Linked DNA regions of Mus musculus: region 1 is linked to region 2. The links are chromatin contacts, called in public Hi-C maps. All regions are on one chromosome and are shown on one strand. The core of a region is the stretch at or near the end of the contact, and the rest is flanking DNA. Distances in the headings are between cores, read along the strand shown.

What was found. Hi-C and Micro-C count contacts between places; a contact is called where the count stands out from the background.
Region 1: a Hi-C map of Sertoli cells shows a contact between it and region 2, with 2.1 times the contacts expected there. The contact joins the enhancer-like site here to the promoter of Zfp148 in region 2. A contact is called at or near these places in 3 of 39 promoter capture datasets (hippocampal neurons, liver and macrophages), 5 of 484 Hi-C or Micro-C datasets (the C2C12 cell line, Sertoli cells, cerebral cortex and 2 more), 8 of 115 datasets of contacts at active chromatin or transcription factors (the SCID.adh cell line, cardiomyocytes, embryonic fibroblasts and 3 more) and 3 of 9 other capture datasets (adipose tissue, liver and pancreatic islet).

The regions. Positions count from the first base shown.
Region 1 is chr16:33,417,344-33,423,623 of GRCm38.p6, forward strand. Zfp148 (zinc finger protein 148) reads left to right here. Exons shown (of 9, transcript NM_011749.4): 2 at 3,978-4,059. Among named protein-coding and RNA genes, the nearest start is that of Zfp148, 40 kb to the left of the region's middle. Within about 2 kb of position 4,153, at least 5 of the 459 cell types and tissues checked have an H3K27ac peak or open chromatin away from gene starts, as enhancers often do. A contact at or near this core is called in Sertoli cells, where this site is marked.
Region 2 is chr16:33,379,216-33,386,408 of GRCm38.p6, forward strand. It overlaps Zfp148 (zinc finger protein 148), which reads left to right and starts at 1,560. Exons shown (of 9, transcript NM_011749.4): 1 at 1,560-1,812. 1700007L15Rik (RIKEN cDNA 1700007L15 gene) reads right to left here and starts at 1,521. Exons shown (of 2, transcript NR_045709.1): 1 at 1,301-1,521; 2 at 639-1,164.

The DNA of each region.
Region 1 (6,280 bases), core at 2,903-5,402, 41 kb after region 2:
ATATGACTGAACTATTCTGTAAATAGCTAAGACTGATCATGCTGTATTTGTTAAGTGTTTCATAATTTTAAAGTAGACTCAGGCTTCCAGAATCTGTTGTGAAGACCAGAAGCCTTCTAAGGGAAATCTCCCAACACTTGAGCCCTGCCACTTACTGGTTGTTGCTGTTGTTTGTTGTTGGTGTTTTGTTTTTAAATGAACAAAACTTCAGTCTTCTTATTTGTAAAATGTGAGTAGTAAGTAATGAATAGTAACAGTAAGGCGTCTAAATGCCTTAGCTGAAGTACCCAAGACCAGGAGTGTTTTGGGTGGTGAGAGATCTGTCTCCCCCCCCCCCCCCCCCCACCGCTCGGCATAGGTTTATTTCTTGGATGCCTGTGAGTTCCTGTGAATATTACTCAGCAAAATCTAAATACTGTTCTCTGTATTCTTGTATGTGAGATGAACATTAATAGGTTATCCTTTTTTGGTTTCAGAAAGTTAGCAGAAGCAGATAAATCATTCTTATTTGATTTTCTTGTGATAAATTGCTTAAATTTCTGCTAAAGGACTTAGTACTTTATTATCCCAAATGAATACTGTCTATGAACTTAACATTGCAAAATTGCTAACACCTCTGACAGTGTCTTAGTCTTTTCCTGTTACTCTAATAAAGTATGAGGATGACAGCATTTTCGGGTTGTTTTCTGGCTCACAGTACAGGGTAGAGTCTTCTGTGGGAAGAGGTCAGGGAAGCAAGAGCTTGAAGCAGCGTTGGTGTGACATCACGGTCAGGGGACAGATCTCTGCACATTGCTGTTGAGTTCTCTTTCTCCGTTTCATACAGTTCATGATCCCAGCCCTGGGAAGGGTGCTACTCACCATGGGCAGATCTACCCCAGTGACCACCACCACCACCCCTTACCAGCAAATGTGCCCTCCCTCCCTCCCTCCCTCCCTTCCTTCTCACCCCCTCTCTCCACACACTTTTCCCCCCACAATAATAAAAATAATAATTTGTGGTGGAAAGATAATGTAAAAAATATTTATAATTTCAGGCTATTTTGTGTTGTGTGAAGCATGTTCTTCATTATTTTTTTTAAACAAAGCTAGTTATATTCTTTGATACATGACAGCCTTTATTTGGTACATTCAGTAAAAGTTATGTAAGAAAGTAAGTATGCTTTTTGAGAAAATGTTTATGGAAACTTAATATTTCAGAACCATTTCACTAGGCAATAACAGTTAACAAATTGCAGTTATAATAATGTCTTGATTGTGGAGGAGGTATAACAAATCAACTTTTAAAAAGACTCAGAAAGGTGTGTTTATACATTTTTAAAATTTCATTTCTTGCATACCAGTGTTTTGTCTGTCTGATATATGTCACCAGGTGTGTGCCTGGTGCCTTGGAGCTCAGAGGAGGGGTCATATCCCCTGGACTGGAGTGACGCTTCTCAGCTCTCATGTCTGGTCATGCACTGCCAGCAGTTGTGAGAGGTGAATACAGCAAGCGATGTGAGCTCCGTTAGCGGAGCAAAGAGCGGAGATGGGACAGAGTGCAGTGCACACTCAGGGTAGCTCCGACTCATGGCGCCTGCTTTCTCTTCTCTAACTGTAGAAATAGATACTTAAACATAATTTTGAGTGTGGAACAGTGTTTCTATAGTTGCAGATGTGTGGAGGCAGAAGTGGGACGATTGCTTAAGCTCAGGTATTTGGGATCAGCCTGGAAAACATAGTAGGACTCTGTTAACAGTAATAAGAAGCACATATTGGCTCTTTGAGTGCTTGACTTTGGGGCAGGCAGTGGAATTGCTTACTAGAACCTTTTGTTGTTGTGCTGGGGACAGAGCTGTTTTGTGACACTTTTTTTCTGGGGAGATGCAGCACATGCATCTACTGGCTCCAGCTGGGGATCCCACCACAGCCGAGTGCAGACACCACCAAAGTCAGCTCGGGGGACCAACGAGCTCTCCTGAGAGTGGGGGGTGTCCCAGTCTTCTGTATCTTGGCTTGCCTGAGAATCTTCTTTTCAGCTTCTACTGCTTATTCTGTCAGGAAGGGGCCTAGGGAGTCTTGTCAGTTTCATGGATTTCCTGGAGTGTCGTCCATGCTGGAGTGGGCTTTGGCTTGTCTTGGAATCTCTGTCTGGGTGAGTGTGTGTGTGTGTGTGTGTGTGTGTGTGTGTGTGTGTGTGTGTGTGTGTGAGAGAGAGAGAGAGAGAGAGAGAGAAAATTATAACTAGAGCTACTCACTGGCTATAAAATGATAAAGCGTTAGGGGAGTTGGTGAGATGGTTCAGTAACTGAAGCGCTTGGGAACTTGAGTCCGGGCACAGTTGCTGCCTGAAATCCCAGGATCTGGGAGGAGACAAGGAGTCTGGGGCAAACTAGCTAGCTAGACTATTCAAATTGTGCAGCTCTAGGTTCAGTCTGGAGACCCTGCCTCAGTAAGTAGAGAAGAGAGTGAATGAGAAAGGCACTGCCATCGACTGTGGGCTTTCACATGCACACATGTGCCACATGCGCTGGTGCTACAGCAGAGTTAAGGCCGACACATGAAAAAAATATTTTTTTCTATATAAACTTACATTTGGCCTATTCTGTGTTTGAGAATTCAGCTTTTAGTTTTCATAGCATTTGTTTCATATACCTGGAAAAATATCCCAGTTAATAGGAAAGAAATGGATCTGTGTCCTGTATCATTATAATGCAATCTGAATGGTAATTTTCTTAGTTTTTTGCTAAGAGGTTGATTTACTATATATAAATTAAAATCATCCATAGATTGTTTTGACATTATTAAATCTTTTTTGCCTTACAATTAAAAAATATATATTTTTTTTTATTTTCTTTTTCTCTTTAAAGATTTATTATATGTGAGTACACTGTAGCTGTCTTCAGACACTCCAGAACTGTTCTTAACCACTGAGCCATCCGTCCAGCCCCTATTTTTTACTTTCACAATCTACATTCAACTGTTTTGGGGATTAAGGGAAAGAGGATGTGAGTAACCAAAGTCTCATGTAGCTTGGGATGGCCTTGAACTTGTTATGCTCTCAAAGATGATCTTGAATTTTGATCTCTTGCCAACTCCTCAAGTTTGGAGCTATAAACAGGCACTGCCATACTATGCTTTTACAGCCCTGAGTATTGAACCCAGGGCCTCATGGATGTTAGGTCCATTCACAACTACCTGCCTCTCCTTCCCTCCCCAAGACAGGATCTTGCTGTGTAGCTCTGGGTTACCTAGATTTATTTCACTATGTAGCCCAGGTTGGCCTTGATGGGCATCTTCCTGTCTCAACCTCTTGAATGCTAGGATTCAAGGAAGGGGCCAACATTTTTATTTAAAGTAAGTGTGTGTGTGTGTGTGTGTGTGTTCGGGTGCCTAGGGAGTCCAGAAGAGGGAATTGGATCCCTTAGAGCTAGAGTTACAGGCTTCTCAATGTGAGTGCTGAGAATTGAACTTAGGGTCCTCCGCCTTTCCAGCTCCCAAACTACAGTGTTAATACATTTAGCCATTTCAGCAAGAGGCATTATTGCTCTGGGGTTTTATTAAATAAGTAGTATCATGTGAGTGATCAATGCATGGAGTATGCTCGTTTTTATATTTTCATCTCTTTTGTAAGTATCCCAGGCAGTCCACAACTTGTTTCTGATCCTCCTGTGTCAGTCTCTTTATACCAGCAACACATTTGTGCTTTTTTTCTTCCTTAATATGATTCAAAATTGTCCTAACTTTCAAGACATCTTAATCCTCCTTAACTAGAAGTTTAAAACATTGCAACCTACTGTCTTTGATAAACAGCTAGTATTGATGGGCCGTTGCAGTTGAATTGTTAGTTGTGAATTATGTTTAATCCAAAAGCGTCTACTTAGGAAAAGAATTTTGTTAGATTTTTCACATTTAGTTACAACTCTTTTGCCTAGCTGTAAGAATGTGTTTAATTCAGTTCTTTTGGGTTACTAACTTGTATTTTCATACTTTTACAGGATAGAAGAGAAGAATCAGTGGTTTGGAAATTTAGCCAAGTGATCTGGCGGGATGGGCTTATACCTGACACATTTTATAGAGGTAAGTCATGATTGCTTTATCCAGGCTTTAGTTCTCACATTTAACTACTGTCCCCACGCTTATACAGATAATACTTTATTTCCTGAATAGTGCCTTTGTATTGCTTATGCATAACATCACCTTCAAAGAATAACATTGTAGTGCTGTATGGTTTGCACAGAATCACTGAAAAGAATGAATGTTGCAAGTTGTAGGTTGAAGGCCATTGTCTTTTCATTTAACTAGATATGGTTTTGTTTTGTTTCTTGTTGTTTTTGATCTCCCAGTTCTTTTATGCTAGGAGGATAGTCAATCCTTTTCTTTTTTGGCAGCCTTTCTTGGTGTTTGTATTAAACTCCTGCCTTTATCAAACAACATGAAGGAAAACAAAACAATTAACAGTTAAAGTATATTTATATATCTACAATAACACACACTCATCTATATATCATGTTCCTGTCTATCTATTTTTTTTTTTTAAGACAAGGTTTCTCTTTGTAACGCTGGCTGTCCTAGAACTTGCTCTGTAGACCAGGCTGGCCTCCATACTACCATCCCCACCCCCCCACCCCACCTCCTTTGTTTCTCTTCAGAAAAAGGTAGGGTTCCCAGGCATATGAACCAAACATGGCATATCAAGTTGTAAGACTAGGTATCTCTCCTTGTATTAAGGAGAGGATTCGCACTGTTAGGAGTCCCACAAGGAGACCAAGCCACATAACCATAATATATATATGCAGAGGACCTACGTCAGACCATGTAGGCTCCCTGACTGTTGGTTCAGTCTGTGAGTACCTGTGAGCCTAGGTTAGTAGATTCTGTGGGTTTCTTTGGTGTCCTTGGCCCCTTTTATTTCTACAGTCTCCTCCCACTCCCTTCCACAGGATCCCCTGAGTTGCCTAATGTTTGGCTGTGGTTCTGTGTCTGTTTCCATTCGTTGCTGGATGAAGCTTCCCTGATGGCAATTATGCTAGGCACATTAGTGATCAGTTCCTTGACTTTTTTTTTCTTTAATAATTGCTGGTCCTGTTTGGTTCTATCCTGGGTCTCTGGATTATCCAGCCTCTGGTTCTTATCTCTCTAGGTAGTATCTGGTGGTTTCCCTCAAGGTGGACCAGGCATTGCTTAGCCACTCCATAATTTCTATGCCACCTTTACCCCAGGATATCTTATAGACAGTGCAGATTGTAGGTCAGAGGTTTTGTGGTTGTGTTGTACATGTATTCTTATGTCAGTTATACAGATTATAAAGTTGAATTATAAATTTTTAAATTTGTTTTGAGAATTCTTTCAGAACATGAAGATTGAAATATTGCTGGGTTTTTTTTTTTTTGTTTGTTTGTTTGTTTTTGTTTTTTCCAGAGCTGAGGACCGAACCCAGGGCCTTGCACTTGCTAGGCAAGCGCTCTACCACTGAGCTAAATCCCCAACCCCACATTGCTGGTTTTGATGACCATATTTTAGGGCTTTCTTTATTGGCCATATCTTTTGGCAAATGTGGAGCATGCTACTAATAACCTCCTTTACTTAGGTTTCATTGTAAGCAGTGGAGAGTGTCACAGTGTTAAAGCAAACAGGAAAATATCTCCCATTCTTTGTTAATAGTATATATTTTCCCAGACATCTCTGAATACACAAGGACCTAATTACTTTTATGAGACAAGGACTCTGTGTACTTTGTCTTGGTTTCATACTCCATTGTAGTGTGAGCTGGCCTTGAACTTTTGTGATAGTCCTCTGCAAGCTGGCTGCAAGCATGTGCCACCACAGATTTTATATAGATTGTATTTTAGAATAGTGTCTTTTTATTGTCAAATTATTTGTCAAATTGTCAAAAATATTGTCAAAATGTTAAAATGTTAACCTTTAAAAATTGCATTATGATTGGCGGTTCGGATGAGTGTGCATCTCTTCAGGGCATGCCCAGCATCAGCATCAGTATCAGCGGTTACTCGAGTGAGCGAGCGCCTGGTTAGCTCCTTGACAGCATGACAATTGGTTCATGTCAGGTTTTTTTGTTTGTTTTGGGGGAGATCCTTTTATCCTTTTTGTATATTTACATATTAGGGATGGGAGCCTTGTTGTTATGTTAGGAAAATTAATTTGTACTTAATTACTTTTACTTAACATTTGCTTTTTTTTTTGATTTTGGTTTTATTTCAGTTCTACAGAAGTTAATTTTTTCTAAATTGTTAGATAGATACTCATCCTTTTTTTGTTTGTTTGTTTGTTTGTTTTTGTC
Region 2 (7,193 bases), core at 310-2,809:
TGGTTGTTTCTTCCTTGTCTTAATTCTCTTCAGAAACAAAGAGATGTATTCCTAGTGGCAACCCTATTCATCTTAGTCCACTGGGTGTGACCCTAGGCTTTTAGCTCTTTCTAGTTATTAGCTTTACCACAGCTTAAACCTAAAAGTTAGCTTCTTGGCTGCCAGAGGGTTTTTTTTTTCTTCTCTTCCCTTTTTAAAAATACATCTGAATTTGATGTCACTGCAGTTGCTAGAAGTTGCCAGAAGGCTGTCCTCCAGCTAACTGTCCCTTGCTCTAGCTTGTATCACGGTTTTGTTACAATTAGCATTCAGAATATGCACTGTCATCTTATTAAAATTTATATTTTTTTAGTGGAGAAGGTTCAAGTAGAGTTTATTGTGAGGCTGTGGGCTCATCCCTGCTTTTCTTAGTTAACTGTGTTTGAATTCAGCTGAACTTCTGAGCCTCAGCTACTTCAAAAGGCGTCGCGGTTTACTAAGGTTAACGCCTGAGGGAATATTAACCTTGCAGACAGTAATCTAATTCAGTGTCATCACAAGTGCATAATGCGGGAGTTTGGAGTTTGGCCAAAAAGCCTATTCAAATGAACATTCAAGGGGTGGGGAGGTGGGTGTGGACAAGGAGAGAATTCCAGAAATGGTTATGTAGATATTTTAATGTCCTTTCCCTCTCACCTCAAAGGTTATGTTTAAGTATTGCAGAGAGGTGCTAAAATAAAGCCTTGAGATTGTGAAACAGAAATCCTAACGAAGGTGCTCCATCTCTCAGGAAGTTCCCAATAACCCGATCGACATTCACTGGGCACATTAAGTTAGCTGACCTTGTACTACTGTGTGGGCACAAAGGTCATTAACTGTAAGCCCTCCCTTTGTATAGGCAACTAAAGGGCCTTGGTGTTAAATGAGGGCGCTCCTAAGAAACCAGGATTTAGTGAAGGTCGTCGAAGGGCTGCCAAAAGATGGCTCAACTAAGCAATCTTAGGTATGCAGAGATTATAACCAAGTCTTTGCTGACATGCAGACCGTGGTTTGGGCCAACGAAGTCCTGACTGGGATCTCTTGCTTTTTCTCGGTGCCCACATCCTGCATCGCGGTTTGCAGACTCCAACCAGGTTTTCTAGTTTCAAGGGTGCAGGGTAGCATCTTCCGGAAAAAGAGGAGAGGCTAGGTAAGAGAATAAAAGAAAGATCCAAGAAATCCTGGCTAAACCCTTCATCGACGTTCCCGCCCCTTCCACTTCCCAGGGCCTGGGCCGCTATTTAATCCCCATTTTTCACTTCTCGGGGTGCCAGGCACGCACCCAGCCTCAAGGGGAGGACGTCCCTCTCAGTGGCTTTCCCAGCTCCCATCAATTTCAAAGCGTTTTCCTCTCAGGCCCATCAGGGGGACCCCCAGAGCGGGGCCCAGCTTTCCCGGCCACGCCGCGCTGCTGACACGCAGGCGCCAGAATCAAAGCCACGCTTGGTCTCGCAGCCAGGTCTCCGCGCCAAGCGAGGGCCGGCGGCCCGGAGCGCTTCCTGTGTGCGATGCTTCCCATAATGCACCGCGCCGGCAGCGGCGGCGACCGCGGCGACGCTCTAGCCGCGCCATGTCTGCCTCTCGACTGCTCTGGGAGGAGGAAGAGAAGGAGGAAGAGGAGGAGGAGGAGGAGGGGGAGGAAGAGGAGAAAGGCGCAGGGGTGGGAGCTGTCGCCGGAGCTGCCACAGCAAAAGTTCTCTCCCCTCCCCCTCGCCCTCCTCGTCGGGCCCGTGGGAAGGTCGGAGCCGCCGCCGCCTGCAGTCAGTGACCGCGCGCCTCGGCGCCAGCCCCGCGGTAAACGCTCGGCCTGGCAGGCCTGGGCCCGGGAGGGCGGGGGAGGGGAGGGGGCGGCGCGCGGTCGGGGGGGGGGGAGCGCGGCGACGACGGTGTGACCCGCAGGAGCGGCGGGCCGGCCGGCCGGGGGGCGGCCCGGGAGGCGGCGGGCGCAGGCCGCGGGGAGCGCGGGGCTGGGGACGCGAGGATGGTGGGTCGGGGCTTGGAGAACGGAGAATGACGGGGGCGGCGGAGGCGAGAGAGCGGGCGGCCTCCGAGGCCTGCGGCCGGTGTCGGGTAGGAAGGTGGGATGCACGCGGGGAGGCCTCGGGGTGCCAGGCTGTGGGCGACGAGGCCGGCCAGACCCTGGGGTTCTCCGCCGTCTTGGTGCAGTGCTTTCTGCACCGCAGGCCTCGGTCGCCGCTGCTGCCTCGGTGTGCTCGTTGGCTGCAGGGAAGGGCAGGGGCTGGTGAAAAGGGGATTGCTTGCAGGAAGCCGAGTAGGAGTGCGAAAGGGGAGAAAGGGGCCGGAGGGGAAGATGCCGGATAGGTGGAGGAATGCCGGGGGTGGCTGTGGAGCAGTCTTGAGGATTCTGAGGGTGTTCATTGTGCAGATACGTTAGGTGTTTCATTATGGAAAGAACCGAAGCGTTTCCAAGGCAAGGGGAAGAAGGCTAGAGTAGTTTCTACGGATAGAAGGAAGAGCGTTTGAAGCCAGAGGAGTGCTAAATATTGGAAAAGAAGCAGAGAATGCATAATAGAATAGACAGATGTAGCATAATTATCAAATGCTGGCCCAAGGTCTAAAGAGTTATTCCAGATGGGCCAGAGTGGCCTAGTTCGGAACCTGTTTGGGCTCTTCAGTAGATGACATCCGGTAAGTGTGGGTCCCCGCTTGGTTGGGGGTCATTGAGAATTTAGTCACTTAGCCTGTAGATTGGTTTGAGACATTTTAGTGCCGCACTAGTGAACTGAAAAATCTTTGAAAGAGACCTTGAGAAACCGCCTGGCTTCTGGGCATTCTTGAGGCCACGGAGTTGAGAATTTTAGCAGATTTGGAGTATTGTCTGTTACCGGAGGGTGGATGAACACCGTCCTGGAAGACGGTGGAATAGGAATTAACGTGGCCTGGCGGTGTTCTTCTTCACTGCCTAGCTTATATGGTACCACCAGAAGAGCTGGTGCCGTATTTCAGCCTAGGTTGCAGGACATAGATTGTAATTGTCCGGGTCAAGAGTTGGTGCATTCTAGTCTGGTCTTTGAAGGCTCCATTTGTCTAGTTCTATACTTCGGGTTGGCGGGAGATCCTTTTCCATTCACAGTTCCGGGTGTACTCTTTCACGGAGGCATGATGTTATTAAAGAAAATAACATCTGCAAGCAAAATGTAGGCAGAGCATCTAGAATATCTGTTATCTTAGCTTATAAGGAGGTCAGGAGTGGTTGTAATGCCTAAGGAAATCTGAAGTGACAGGATGAGTCGAGGTCTCATGAGGAGGGACAGTCCCTATGTTAGGAAACCAAGTTCTGCACTCCCTGAATGCACAGTAGACCACATTTTTCAAGAAGGAACACTGGGTGAGAACAGAGTCTTGTCCTTTTTGTTTTGTTTTGCTTTTTTTTTTTGAGACAGGGTTTCTCTGTAGTTCTGGCTGTTCTGGAACTTGCTGTTGTATACCAGGCTGGCCCGGAACTCAGAAATCCACCTTCCTGTGCCTCCTTAAAGGCACAGCCCGGCTAGAACAATGTGTTAAATTCTATTTGGATAGTGGTCACCTTTTGTTATTAAGAGAAATTACATAATGTGTTGTGGTATCATTTCAACTGAAGGGAAGACGAGTATGTTAAATGTGACAGATCTTTTTCATGGCAGTTGAAGGAAAAGAGAATAATGGGGAGGATGGGGTAACATTCGGGAGAGGGGAAGGAAACTCAGGTATATTCATTCCTTTTTCTTTCATTATAATTTTTCTTATAGAAATAACTGGATTTTTTTATTTTTAAAAAAACTTGGAAATTTTCCGGTTAGTGCATTTAGATTTGCTCACTTTTAAAAAGATTTTTTTTTTTTTTTTTTTGGTTTTTCAAGACAGGGTTTCTCTGTATAGCCCTGGCTGTCCTGGAACTCACTTTGTAGACCAGGCTGGCCTCGAACTTAGAAATCCACCTGCCTCTGCCTCCCAAGTGCTGGGAGCAAAGGTGTGCGCCACCACGCCCAGCTAAGATCTTATTTTTATTTATGCATATGTATTTGTCTATGTGAACATATGCCATGGATGTGAGGGTAACCAAGGAGGTTAGAAGAGAATGTTGGATCCTCGGGAGCTGGGATGACAAGCATTTTTGAACTGACTGATGTGGGTGCTGGAAACTGAACTTGGGTCCTTTGGAAGAGCAGGACGCACTCTTATTAGCTGCTTCTTTGGCCATTTTAAAAAAGGGCTTACTTGACATGATGCACCCATTTTTACTGTCATGGTGTTCGTGGCTCAGTTTCCCTCTGCTGCACTGGTATTGTGTATTGTCATTTCTTTTACTACTGAGTGCCAAATACAGTATGTTGTGTTTCTTATGCAAATAATATGAATATATGTAATTTTAAAAAACTGTCCTGAAGGGACTAACAATGAAAAGCAATGAAACAGGGGTTCATTGCAGTTTTGCTTTCATAGACTGCTGCCTGCTGTGCCCTGCAAGCCCCCCCCCCCCCTTTCTGAGACAGGGTCTCACTGTGTAGCTCTGTCTGAGGAGGGACTGGCTTTGTAGGCCAGGCTGGCCTCAAACTCAACAGAGATCCGCTTGCCTCTGCCTCCCAGGTGCTGGGATCACGGGCCCACATCACCGTGTCCAGTGAGCTTTTGTGTTGGTGTTCTGAGACAGGTTTCTGTCACCCAGGCTGGCCCCTTAAGTATGTAGGAAAGATGACCCTGACTGTCTGAACCTTTGCCTCTTTGATTTCTGGCATTACAGGTGTGAATTCCACAACTAGTTTCTGCAGTGCTGGGAACTGAACTGGGGACCAAGTTTTTTTTTTTTTTTTTTTTTTAATGTTTAATTATCTTATGTATATAAGTACACTGTAGCTGTCTTCAGACACAGCAGAAGAGGGCGTCAGATCTCATTACAGATGGTTGTGAGCCACCATGTGGTTGCTAGGAATTATACTCAGGACCTCTGGAAGAGCACTCAGTGCTCTTAACCACTGAGCCATCTCTCCAGCCCTCTCCTTTTTTTTTTTTTTTTTTTTTTTTTTTTTTTTTTTTTTTTTTTTTTAAAACAGGGTTTTTCTGTGTAGCCCTGGCTGTCCTGGAACTCATTATGTAGATCAGGCCAGCCTGGAATGAGTGCTGGACTGAAAGGCCTCGTTGAACCCAAGACTTTTTTGCATGTTGGGTAAGCACTACAACTGAGCTACAACTCCAGCCCTTTTTTCTTAACCATATTCTTACCTTCCACCTTAAGAGAATGAACACATAGCAGGAGGTGGAGTGCACCTTTAAGCCTAGCATTTGGGAGGCAGAGGCAGGCAGACCTCTGTGAGTTGGAGGCCAGCCTGGTTTGCTGAGTTAGTTTCAGGACAGTCAAGGCTAAACCAGGGCTCAGTTACAGAGAGAAACCTTGTTTTATGAAAAAAACAAAAAAAACAAAAAAAACCGTAAAATCACACTTCATATAAAATAATGGGTTACTGCATGGCATTTTCATATGTGTATATAATCACTTTGATCACATTGATCTCTCTGCTGCCTTATCTTATACTCTCCCCCACATTTGTCCTCTACCACAGGCTGCCAGTTCTAAGCATTAATTTTTCTGTAGTTCATGTTTTTCTCTGGCTCTCCCAAGCGGTTGGTAGGTCTTTATCATCTCTGGTCTTTGTTTTATGGAAGAATCCCACCATGCTCTGCTCCATCATTTCTCTCTTCACCAAAATGATGTCATCACTTTGGATCATGACTACAGAAGTCAGCTTTCCCTGAGTGAAATGGATGAATGTCATTGATGTCTTTTATTATTCATCCTCCATTCTGCTCTTCAGTTATTTTTGTGTATTAGATGATATACCTTGATATTAAAAATTTTATTTTTAAGTTTAGCTTTTATTTACATTTTAGAAATTATTGCATGTGTGTGGTCATGTGTGCAGCAAGGTGAGTGTGTGCGGAGGTCAGAGGAGAGCTTTAGGAGTTAGTTTTTCTCCTCAACCTTTATGTAGGTTCCAGGGGTTGAACTCAGGTCCTCAGGTTCGCCAGCATCATTAAGCAGCGAAGCACATTTACCCTCTGAACCATCCTGATGGCCCTATCTGTCTAAGCCTTGAGTTTTAGAGGCTGAAAAACTCAGTTTAGATGCTTTAAACCAACTGCTTTAGCATGCATCTCTGAACTTCCCAGTATATTAGAATAGGCTTTAAACTTCTAACTTTAAAAAGGGAAAGAAGGTTTTGCTAAAGTAGTCAGAAGTATTGGGCGAAATGGGAAAGGGAAGGCTTGGACTCAAACAAGAGTTGTAGGAACCAGCATCTTTGCAACATTAGCTTTGCTGGCTAGAGATGAGGAGTTGCTTGAAAGTATTAATTGCTTGTTCATCTTTGAACTACCTACCGGGTTGCAGTATCCTTAGACAGTCTTCAGGAGAGTGTTAGTTGATGAAATGTGGGAAGGTGTTAAAATGACCCATTAGTGTTCATTCCATAGGTCTGTGGTGTTCACTCACTCATTTGAGATAGGACCTTGCTAAATAGTTCCAGACTGGCCTGGGACTCGCTAATTGTCCAGGCTTACCTAGATTGTGGAATCCTCTGCCCCCCTGCTTCTGTCTTCTGGATTACAGGCACACATTGCATGCCTGGCTATAACTTTTTTTTTTTTTTTTTTTTTTTTTTAAAGATTTATTTATTATTTTATGTAAGTACACTGTAGCTGTCTTCAGACACACCAGAAGAGGGAGTCAGATCTTGTTACGGATGGTTGTGAGCCACCATGTGGTTGCTGGGATTTGAACTCTGGACCTTCGGAAGAGCAGTCGGGTGCTCTTACCCACTGAGCCATCTCACCAGCCCGGCTATAACTTTTTAAATTGGACTGATTTATTATGTGTGTGTACGTGTGTGTGTGTGTGTGTGTGTGTGTGTGTGTTTACATGCACCATGGTCTAAGTGTGGAGGACATCCTGAGTGAGTCAGGTCTACCTTGTGGGTCTGTGGGATCAAACTTGGGTCACCTGGCTTTGCAGTGAACTCCATCCCCCACTGAACCATGTCCCTGGCCCCTCACTCTGACTTTTACATTTTATTAATAGGGCTGGTAGAATTGTTCAGCTGGTAAAAGTGTTTGCTGTCAGGTCTGATAACCCGAGTTCAAGTCCTGATCCTGCATAGTAGAAGGGAGAGCTGACTCCTGCA